Linked DNA regions of Mus musculus: region 1 is linked to region 2. A link is a contact called in public HiChIP or PLAC-seq data. All regions are on one chromosome and are shown on one strand. The core of a region is the stretch at or near the end of the contact, and the rest is flanking DNA. Distances in the headings are between cores, read along the strand shown. Region 1 holds the start of Ints2 (integrator complex subunit 2). Region 2 overlaps Gm38937 (a long non-coding RNA gene).

Evidence for each region. HiChIP or PLAC-seq counts read pairs in DNA pulled down with a chosen protein or histone mark.
Region 1: an H3K4me3 HiChIP or PLAC-seq map of bone marrow-derived macrophages shows a contact between it and region 2, with 4 times the contacts expected there. The contact joins the promoter of Ints2 here to the enhancer-like site in region 2. A contact is called at or near these places in 3 of 39 promoter capture datasets (the 3T3-L1 cell line and neutrophils), 5 of 484 Hi-C or Micro-C datasets (the N1E-115 cell line, brown adipocytes, group 2 innate lymphoid cells and 2 more), 4 of 115 datasets of contacts at active chromatin or transcription factors (the SCID.adh cell line, bone marrow-derived macrophages, effector CD8 T cells and 1 more) and 3 of 9 other capture datasets (adipose tissue, liver and pancreatic islet).

Annotation. Positions count from the first base shown.
Region 1 is chr11:86,255,261-86,260,948 of GRCm38.p6, forward strand. Ints2 (integrator complex subunit 2) reads right to left here and starts at 2,334. Exons shown (of 25, transcript NM_027421.3): 1 at 1,944-2,334; 2 at 763-1,069; 3 at 86-224. The coding sequence starts at 1,058. All of the region lies in intron 2 of Brip1os (BRCA1 interacting protein C-terminal helicase 1, opposite strand), which reads left to right.
Region 2 is chr11:86,377,710-86,383,464 of GRCm38.p6, forward strand. The region is part of intron 1 of Gm38937 (a long non-coding RNA gene); the gene reads right to left. Among named protein-coding and RNA genes, the nearest start is that of Gm38937, 3.5 kb to the right of the region's middle. Within about 2 kb of position 2,897, at least 81 of the 459 cell types and tissues checked have an H3K27ac peak or open chromatin away from gene starts, as enhancers often do. A contact at or near this core is called in bone marrow-derived macrophages, brown adipocytes, muscle stem cells and 1 more, where this site is marked.

The sequences.
Region 1 (5,688 bases), core at 1,084-3,583, 120 kb before region 2:
GGGCTACACAGAGAAACCCTGTCTCGAAAAAAAAATGCAAAAAAAAAAAAAAGAAAAAAGAAAAGGGAGGTTTTTTTTAAAGCACCTTGTTCATAATTGCCAACAATTCACTCAGCACAAGCCGCAATCGACGAGGGGAATCACTGTGTTCAAACTCTAGTGTCAGCCCATGCTGAAGCTGTGATACCAGGATGCTCTCTCCACTGCCTCCTCCAAGTTTATGCCTAGTGAAGTCCAAACATGGGAAACACATTAAGACACTGGCAAGGCAATCCTTTCCTGCAATAATCCACTCATTGTAAATGGTTTCCATTCCTCCGAAACACTGTTTGTCTATATATTGCAAGAGCTCAGAAACTGTAAATTAGTAATTGCCACAGACTTCAGTAACAATAGCTTTCAGATACACAAGGGACATGAAAGGATACAAAACCAGCCTGGAGTCTGGGGGGGGGGGAGTGGGGAGCAACGTAATTTTAAAAGCTCAGTCATTCCCATAAAACCTTCCACTCTAGAAGACTTTCTCCTCCTCAGTCCCCACTCAGAGTAACTGACCTAATATGTAGCTAATCTTCTCTGAGCAACATTTTATAACACAGAAAGCAGCTCTTAGGAATTTAACTAGAAAAGACCTCTGTCAAATGCTTCTCAGACATTACTCTCCCTTTGCTGGGGGAGCTCTGACAGACCTGAGCATCATTACAACCCCCTCCTCTGGAATATCAAGTAACTCCCAAGTCCTAACACACAAGTGAACTTTACCTAAGCTGCTGTTCTTTGCTGGCATCTTGTTCTAGAGCGTGGAAGTCCACAGACAACAGTGCAACAATGGAGTTGACAGCTTCCACTCCAGACAGGAGGCGAAGTATAAGTTTCTTATCCTGTGCCCAACTTTGGCTCTGGTCAGCAGGAGCACAAAGTGCCATCCTCACCAGGCAGGGCAAGAGGAGTCTTAATTCCGGATCACTTAAGGACGCCAGGCGGACAACATCCACCTTCTGCATAGCTTCAAAAGCAAAAGGGCTGACAAACTGCAGGCCTGTACCCTCGGGCGTCATCGCTCTCGATCCTAAGGAGTCCAAAACAACAAAATGAAAATCGGTATCTACTTCCCACATATATGACAACCTTCTTTAAAATCTAACAAAGTATACTAAATACTTAGTAGGTCCTTGCATTGGCAATGTTGTTGGCACAATTAAAGCTCAGGTTTCTGTCTCTATGTTTCTACTGACATCTGGAAGATAAGAAGGAAAACTGCAGATTAATGTTTCTTCTCAATTTAGAGATCATTTGCTCTAATACTTTGTGTCCCAGTGAACCCTCCTACCCTGAACACAGCCAAGACTTCCCTCATTATGCCCATTACATGAGTTCCATGAAATATGGAGAGAAAATGAACGGCTGCAGCCAGATCTCTTTCATTTTACAAGCCTACCAGATAAATATAAATATCAGTTGGGCTTCTCTTTCTACCTCCCAACTACATGGAAACACTGGTAAATCATCTCACGGGCCAAAAGTAATGTCAGAGGCATGGTTCTGAAAGCCACAACGCTATTCCGTACCCCTATTGTTATAGAGGTAGATGTGTATGTACAGTCAGCTGAAGGAGTTAAAGAGAGTCTCACTTGGGCACTGTGGTTTTGAGTAAATTTTCAAAAGGTAGCAGAAAAGAGAGGTGACATGGAACAGTTAACAGAGACCACTCAGTCTTAAGACCTACTCCCTAGCAGAGCTGTGGACAAAGAATCGTAGGCAGAAATGCTGCTGTTTCAATAGTAAGCGCTGGTCTTTTAACAGTAGAGTAAGCTCAAGGCAGAGGTGACAGGACTCAGGGGTCTCTGCCAGGCAGCAATGAGAATCGAGTGACCCGGGCTGCGAAGAGTCAGGCGGACTTCAGACAAAGCGGCACTTGGGCCCGAGAAGCCGACGCTTCATACCTTAAGATCAACCCTCCAGCCTCAAGGGACCCACTCGGATTCCGCCTCCGAGAGCCAGACGAGGCAGAAATGGAGAGCGCGGTCCGAAGTTGGGCCTAGGTGATTATCCAGATCCCCAAACCCCGGCAATGCCCGGAGTCGACTCAGGCACCAAGAACTCTGACGCTGGCACCAACAGTGCCGTCGACAGAGCGAGAATCAGAATGGGGACACTGCAAAAAAAAAAAAAAAAGTAAAAAGGAAAGGGAAAAAAAAGGGAGAAGCAACCAGGAGAGAGGGGAAAGCAGAGACTTAGTTCAACCTGCACCCTGCACCTCCATTCATCCCAAGCTTCTGGCACGCGCCGGCCACCGTACAGCACTGAGAAGACGTCGGCGGCGATAAGAAAAGCCAGCTTAGGGCCGCTCTGCGCATGCGCAGGCCCGCCCCTTCCTCCGTCACCGCCCTCCCCGCTTCCGAAAGCGTGGAGTGTTACACTTTCTTGTTTTCCAGAGCTTTTCTCTTGGAACCTTGTCAGATGAGTTCCTAAACGGTCAGAGCGAAATCCCGACCCCCGAACCAATTATCGCGACATTTAAATAACAATAATGTATTAAATGGCAAAAGTTGTCCGCTCTGTTCCTCCACAGAAATTTGCCTAATGGAACCCGATTGCAGCCTCCTTTAAACCCCTGCCGGTGCGGTCTAGAAAGTTCTAGAATCCCAAGACCTGTGTGTAGGGGAATTTTAAAAGTAATGAAGCCGGGCAGTGGTGGCGCACGCCTTTAATCCCAGCACTTGGGAGGCAGAGGCAGGCGGATCTCTGAGTTCGAGGCCAGCTTGGTCTACAGAGTGAGTTCCAGGACAGCCAGGGCTACACAGAGAAACCATGTGTCGAAAAAAAAAAAAAAAAGTAATTAATCATAAGTCTATACACTAAGGCCAAAGTGTAATAACTTTTCATTATTTAGTTTTATGGTGTGTACCCAAATTATAAGCGCATGCTACCACTTCCGGCTTGCATTCGAGGTTGGTTTTGTTTTTCAGACAAGGTATATGTGGTCCTTGTTGGCCTGGAGTTCATTATGTAGACAAGGATGACTGGTACTTGACACAACCCCTCTGTCTGCCCAGGGCTCATACTAGAGGCTCTATGTTTGGTAGCTTTCTCGGGTCTCGAGGTTACAAAAATCCTATTCAAGAGTGAATTTTAGGAACGAATTCAGTGGAACCTTCTCAATATTATATGTGGCACTTGTGAAAGAAAATCAAAACTAAAGTCTCACCATCTTAAAAATTGCAAGTCTATTTATCTCATAATAAATGTTCTGGAGACAGCGCCACACTATGTAGTCCAGGCTGCTCTGAACTTCTGCTTCAGCCTTTCAAATTGTGGAATTATAGGATTGTGCCATCTTCACCAGCTTACGTTTTTTGTTGTGGTTGTTGTTCCTGGTTCACCCAAGGTTTGCATGACCTTGCGCGCGCGCGCGCGCGTTTGTGTGTGTGTGTGTGTGTGTGTGTGTGTGTGTGTGTGTGTGTGTGTGTGACATTTGTGCATGTGTTTACTTGTGAGAAAAAAGAATAACTCATGGAAGCTCATTTTCTCCTTCCACCATGTATGTCCTGGGACTTGAATTCATGTCATCTGGCTCAGCGACCAACACCTGGCATGCTGTGCCATCTGTCAAGCCTCTGAACTATTTTATTAAAATGCAGCTTTTGGGCTGGAGAGATGGCTCAGCGGTTAAGAGCACTGACTGCTCTTCCGAAGGTCCTGAGTTTAAATCCCAGCAACCACATGGTGGCTCACAACCATCCATAATGAGATCTGATGCCCTCTTCTAGGTGTCTGAAGACAGCTACAATGTACTTAGATATAATAATAAAGAAATCTTTAAAAAAAAAAATTCTGCTCTTCAGAGGACCTGAGTTCAGTTCCCAGTACCTATACTTGTGGCTCCAAAACTCCAAGGGGTTTGACACCCTCTTCTGGCCTCTGCAGGACACACACACAATAGTTTTTCCTTGTTTGCTTGTTTCCTTGCTTGCTTGGCTTGGCTTGGCTTGGCTTGGCTTGCTTATTAAATATTTCTGAGCAAATGTGGCGCCTTTCAACCCAGCACTTGGGAGGCAGAGGTAGGCAGATTTCCTGAGTTCAAGGCCAACCTGTTCTACAGAGTGAGTTCCAGGAAAGCCAGAGTTACACAGAGAAACCCTGTCTAGAAAGAAAAGAAAAAAAAAAGTATTTCTGGAGCCAGAGAGATGGCTTAATGGTTAAGAGCACTAGCTGATCTTCCAGAGGACCAGAGTTCACAAGGCAGCTAACAGTCTGTAATTACATTTCCAAAACTCTCTTCTGGCCTCTATGGGCACTGAAGACATATTGTACACAGAATATGCAGGCAAAACACCTAAACTCAGAAAAAGGAAATAAATGAATATTTAAAAACAAAAAAAAAAAATTGAGCATCCTTCAACGAATTACCAACCAAGACAGGATTTGTGTGTGTGTGTGTGTGTGTGTGTGTGTGTGTAGCCCTGGCTATCCTAAAACTCAGAAGACCAGACTACCCTTGAACTCAAAGAGCTCCACGTCTCTCTGCCTCCCAAGTGCGGGACTAAAGGTGTGTGCCTCCACCACCCAGCTTGACTGATCATTTCTTTTAAATTTTTTTCTTCAAGACAGTTTTTTTCTGTGTGTCCATGACAGAGTGCTGTGATAAAAGCCCTGTACTACTACCACTTAGCTTACAAAAAATTTTTAAAATATTTCTAAGGCTCTCAGAGAGGGAAAATCTCAGAAAATAAACTCAGCTTTCAGGGTAGAGAATCAGCAAAGGAAACAGAAAAACTGAGATGTGATACAGTGTTTCTCAAATTATCCCATTTGATTCAGAGTAATACCTTTAGTACTGTGAACCAAAATATATGCAATCATCTGTAACTATTATGTATCATATATAATCATATGCCATAGATACCCAATGTGGTCAAATGTAGATGGTAACAAATGTCTTATACACATAATACTTGATATATTTCCTATTATTGGAAGGAGATATAGTGAGGAGTTATAGGTCTTGTTATATGTGAAGCCTTAGCACTCAGGATCCTACCACTTCAGCTTTCCAGTTCTTGAAATTACAGATGTGCACCATCAAGTCCAATTCTGCATATTTTTTTAAAATGTAATTGAAATAGATTTCACAATTACAAAGCATACAATTATTGGTTGGGTTTGGTGGCATGTGCCTTTAATCCCAACACTTCCGGGGCACAGGCAGGATCTCTGTGACAGGCAGGATCTCTGTGGGTCATGGATCCAGTCTCAAAAGAGACAGGAAGACAGAGAGAGAAGAGAACTTATTTGTAATTTCAGCACACACAGGCTGAACTTCAAAATGACTGTCTCACAAAAAGGGGAGAGCTGGAAGGATCAAAACTAAGAGATTAAACAATTTAAACTTCCTGAGTAGCCTTTTCACAGGAAAAGAGAAAGAGGACTCAAGGCATTGGTTTGATGGACTAATAAGAAGAGCTCACCTAAGAACAAGGTGATATTTCAGATCAGGGCCATGCACGCACAGCCCACCTCAAGAAACAGAACAGTAAATGAGCCCAGCCTGAATGACTCAGAAGTGAGTGCGGAAATGTCCCTTTCTCATTGTCCCCCTTGCTTCGTTTTTCCTTTCAGTCACTGTGAGCACAGCTTGAATTCTTAAGGCAAAAGTATGGAGGTCGCACTCTTATCAACTTAGAAGTC
Region 2 (5,755 bases), core at 1,647-4,146:
AGAAAGAAAGAAAGAAAGAAAGAAAGAAAGAAAGAAAGAAAGAACATGGAACTCTCAGTGTAGCAGTTCTTGCTGCGGAAGGAGAGACAGGTAGGTAGATCTTCTGAGGCTCATGGCAGCTGGCAAGCTTGTCTTCTTGTCAAGCCTGAGAACCCAGTAAGAAACTGTCTCCAAAAGTAAGGTGGATGGCTCCTGAGAAATGGCACCCAAGGTTGACTGTTAGCCTCTATACACACATCCAAACATCATGAGTATGCGCGTACAAAGACACAAGGAGGGAGGAAAAGAGAGATTACAGCATGATAATTTGGAATTAGAAAGAGATTAGAGATCGATCAGCGAGTCTCCCAGACAGCCTCAGACCCACAGACTTCCTAGTTAACAAATTGGCAGGAGGATAATCTGTGGTCTTTTTCTGAGGGAAAAATGGGGAGGGCTTGCATTGGCTATAGAACATAGCAGGGAAACGGAAGGGAGCACTCTGTCCTGGGATCATATTTTCTTTGGAGCACTAATGACAGGGATTTGTTTAAACAGCCTAGCTGGGTGTGATTGCTTACTTGGAAGGCTGAGGCAGCAGGATTGATTGAGCCCAGGAGTTCAAGACCAACTCTTGAGAAACATAGCAAGATCCTATTTTTTTTTTTTTTTTAAAGATTTATTTATTTATTATATGTAAGTACACTGTAGCTGTCTTCAGACACTCCAGAAGAGGGCGTCAGATCTTGTTACAGATGGTTGTGAGCCACCATGTGGTTGCTGGGATTTGAACTCCGGACCTTCGGAAGAGCAGTCGGGTGCTCTTACCCACTGAGCCATCTCACCAGCCCCGCAAGATCCTATTTAAAAAAAAAAAAAAAAAGTAAAAGTTTAAAAAGTCAAAGAAAGTTCTACCTAAAGTCCCCGAGGGAACCCTTTGTCAGCCATTTTCATATACGTGGGCTAAATTGCACACCAAAATTGCACGGTCATGTGCACAGTGGAAACTGCATGGGGTTGAGTACCTGACAGACCTAGCTGAGATTCCAAACGACTGGCTAGGATCAGCTATGTAACTTTGCACAGAGTATTTAGCTACTCAGAATCTCACTTTCCTTGGCTATAAAATGAAGTTAATATCTATTGGAAAGGATCCCTGTAGAAGTTAATATAAATCTCACTGCACAAGCACATTGACGCTAATCACAGTTTCTACTGATTTCTTTCCTCCTTTCTTCTCCTTGTTTGTTTGTTTGGACAGTCTCACTGTGTATCACAGGCTAGCCTACCCTCACATTCTGGATCCTCCTCTCTCCTTGCCAAACTGAGATTGCCTGCTTGAGCCAACATAACCACTTCTGCTGGTCTCCAATGGAAAGGACTAGATTTTATTTATCATGAGGTTTCTTCTTTCTAGCAATTTGTGCTTTTGAGACGCATCTTGAATGCTGTCATGATCCTAGATGTTCTTATCAGACCACAGAAGGATTGGTAATTACAGTGTGCGGGGCAGAATAATTGCTTCCCTAAAAGATGTGTGTCCTAATCCAAGGTAATCGGTGAATATATTATGTTACAAAGGGGATTTTACAGATGTAATTAAGGCTAAGGGACGTTGCAAGATTATTCTGGAATCCCCACAGAGAACCTTTGCCAGCTGACATCAGTTGGAGGGAGAAGGGACCATGAAAGAGGGTCAGATATGTAACACAAACAAGGCGCAGCATGCTGGCTTTGGAAGTGAAGGAGGGAGCCAGAAGCCTGTAGAAGCTGAGAAAAAGTGAGGCGCCTTCCCTAGAGCTTCCAGAAAAAGCAAGCAGCTCTGATGATACCTTGGTTTGAACCCAGTCAGGTCTGTATCCAACTCCTACCCCACTAACTACAAGATAATGAATTTGTGCCATTTAGGCAAGTCAACATATGGTAACTTGTTAAAGCAGCAATAGTAAATAAAGAGATTTAGATACCAAAAAGGACTCAAGACTGTCAGGGAACTTACAGCTTGGTGGGTTGTCATTAAGTAATTAATAATGCACAGAAGTCTAGAAGTTAACATCGGTAATGATGAAGATGGTCAATCTTCATAATATCCCCTAAAATTATTCTAAAGTAATATTTAATTTTTCTTACTAATGTTTAATTTAAAGATGAAGGTACAATAGAGCAAATTTGTTTGCTTTTGCTTCAGCAGGATAAAAATTCCACTGAAACAGAGATAAATATAGTATGTTACGGCCAGGAGTAGTGATGTATGTCTTTAATGCCGGCATTTGGGAGGTAGAAACAGGATACTTGTGAGTCTGAGGTGAGCCTGTTCTACATAGCAAGCTCCAGGCTAGCCAGGGTGCAGAGTGAGATCCTATCTTGAAAAGAAAATCATTTTTTTCTTTTTCTTTTTTCTCTTTGTTTTGTTTTGTTTTAAAGATAGGGTCTCACTACATAGCTCTGGCGCTCTGGCTGTCCTGGAACTCATCGCAGACCAGTAAACTAGGCTGACTTCAAACTCATAGAGATCCGCCTGCCTCTGCCTCCCGAGTGCCGGGATTAAAAGCATGCACTACTATGCCCAGCTTAAATATAATTAAAATAAAGTTTATTTATATAGGGGGTCTAGGTTGAGTCTAAGGTGGTATCTCCACTTTGAATAAAAACATGTCTAAGTTTCCACACAGCTTGACTGCCAGTCTGCTGAAAGGGGTGATGACTTCACGAGCTAAGTAATACTAATTGATCTTCCAGAGCTGAGATGACCAACAAGTGCCAGTTCATCAGGTTAGCCTCAGGGAGTTTTATTGTAAGAGTCCATGTTCACAGGACCCTAGGGAAGACAGGCTACTAGAGTCAGGAAGCGCTGAGTAGGAAGGAAGCTCTGGCCTCAAGGAATGAGTTCCGAGGTGACTCAGTCCTCCCTTGTGCCTGCCATGCCTTCTGCTCACTACTGCCTAGCTCTCGTGTCATTTACACTGTGGGTATTTTTACACACTGTTGGCTCTGCTTATTCATAACTTGGCTTACTCATAACCTGACTCAGTCAGACCTTTGATTCATTACATTCCTCTCCTGATATTTCCAACTTCTCTCTACTCCACCGATTGCCAGCTTTAGTCAGGGATTTTTTTTTCCTTTCATTGAAAATTAGCCATTGAGCACCTACTGGGTGCACCCGTGTGCCTTCTTCTCCAGTCAGAGAAAGAAAGATGTCAGCTGAATAATTACGAAATCGACTCAAGCACATTCTGACTTACTACGTGTGCTTGTTCGCGTGAGGCTCGTGGATAAGTTGTTCAGTGCTTTCTGCACTAGCTGCCCTCAGGAACACGAGTAACAGGTTGTCCCATTTAACACCACATGACCCTCCCCATCTCCTGAGGTCAAGGCAGCTGATTAAACTAAGGATTGGCACTTGACCAAGAACTATTAATACATTGGTTGGCCAGCAACCAGCAGTTTAACTCTAATAAACTTCCCTTACAAGAAAGGGATTATAATGATACATGGCATACATTCTATAAAAATGATACCTTTACCATGATGGGGTGGGGTAAACCTTATACTTCAGAGAAGCCTTCCATCCACTGTGGAAGAGAAAGCTAGAGGCTACTTGTTTGATTCAGGAGCTCTGAGTACAGGACAGGGCAGGGAGTGAACAGGGCTGGCTTTGAGCAGATCACAGGTCCTTCATGGATCACTTAAATGATAGCCAGAGTAAGGATTAGGGAACCTGTGTGAAGTTCCTTTGTGCAAAAGAATCAGTATCCGTAGCCCTGGGTAGGAATAAATGATCATCTTCAAGAGGATTGTTTCTCAGGGATTCTATGGGACGGTCCTTGGTCTGGGTCCAAGTGCATAGATTTCAACACAGCACTGGCTCCTTATGCCAGGCTTTAGATCATCTTGTTTATTTAGGCAGTACTCAATGAAGTATTTTAGAGAAGCCATTCAAAATCATCACCACATAATACTAGCCTAGAACCTTGAGTCACTCCCTTCCACCCCCACTGCCATCCCCACTGGAAGCCAAAGACATAGTTTACTATGTCAATGAAGGTCAGACTGAAGGGCAGTCCCTCACACTTCTAATCGTTAAGCCATCGACAGGATGATAGCATGACTCAGTTCTTTACATGTTTTGTGCAGTGTTACTACCAGTGAGGCAAGAGGAGGTAAGGCTACGGGATCTTGAATTAGTAATAGCTTTCTCTTTGAGCCAGACTGACTAAAGGGCTGGTGGTTCTTGGGAATTTGTGTTTTCTGGGTTTTGGAACAGGATGTTGGCACATTTGTTCTGTTGTCTGAAGAGAGCCTTCATTTGGAAATAAAAACACACAGAGAACTGAATTTCCCCTGGGACCATCTGGTCGTGTGACTTGGAAAGGAGTATTCAGTATTGGCCCAGGGTTACTTGAGGTTATGGAAGTTTGTGTAGACCCTAGTCGTAGGGCTGGAGCACAGAAACCCAGGAGCTGGACATCTGCATGCACAGCAAGACAACACCAGACAAGTTGGATGTGGTAGTGTTCATGATGGAAGCCCTGGGGTTAGAGAGGCACAAAGTCTTTCAAGATTAGAAGACCTCTAGCTTCTAGAGATTACCAGTCTCAGGGGCTGTGGAGATGGTTCAATCAGTAAAGGGATTGCCTTGCAAGCAGGAGGACCCAAGATCAAACCCCACAACCTACATGAAAATGTCAGTGTGGTAGCATGTGCTTATAATTCTAGTGATGGGCGGGTGGAGGCAGGAGGATACCTGGAACACAATGGCCAGCTACCCAATCCTAGTAAGTGGGAATGACCCTGTCTCAAAGGGGGAATGACACTCAGCACTCCTAAAGAGATCTCTCTCTCTCCCTCTCCCTCTCCCTCTCCCTCTCTCTCTCTTTCTTTCTCTCTCTCTATCTCTCTCTCTCTCTCTCTCTCTCTCTCTCTCTCGCACGTGCACGCGCGCAGACACACACACAGAGCCACTGGCTTGCCCCATCTCTGCTGTGTACTCTTTAGAGGTCATTTGGCTCAGCTTCCTCAAACACTAGAAAAAATACCAAGGCCCTGAGAGGACAACTAATCTTGTCCAGTTCAATGCATAGTGAAGCAAGAACAGGACTCATGATGTGACATAGAGAATGATCACAGCCAGCGCCGGAAAGCAGGCAACGAGGTGGCTTTTCTGTGAGCATCACATTCACACCCCTGCTAAGAATTCATGTGTACAAGTGTCTCAGTTTGTAGTAATAGGATTGATAAAACTGTCCTAGAGCCTCTGTAACAACTGGCAAATGATATCACCTTATCAAGTTAGGCAAGCCAGAAGTCCCAGAGGCACTTGATCCCAGCCCATAATCAGTTCATCACCAAGTTTTGTCAATATCACGTTCTGTTCCAGCCACTTCTTCTCTATAATCTTCTTAGGTTGAGCCAGCAACTTTTACAGTCTGTGCTTCTGGGACGCTCTCCTCTCCTCTCCTCTCCTCTCCTCTCCTCTCCTCTCCTCTCCTCTCCTCTCCTCTCCTCTCCTTTCCTTCTTTTCCCCCTCCTTTTCTTCTTCCTCTCCCTCTCTCCCTTCCTTTCTTGTAGTCTTTGTTTCTGATTGAATGTTACTATATTGTACAGGGCCTTGAATACCTGAGCTCAGGATCTTTCTGCCTTTGCCTCCAGAATAGATGGAACTATATAGGCCATACTACCATGCCTGGCTCCACTGTCTCTGCTTCTCTTTCTCTGTTATCTATCTCCTTTCTGTCTTTCTTTCTTTCTTTCTTCCTTTCTCTCTCTCTCTCTC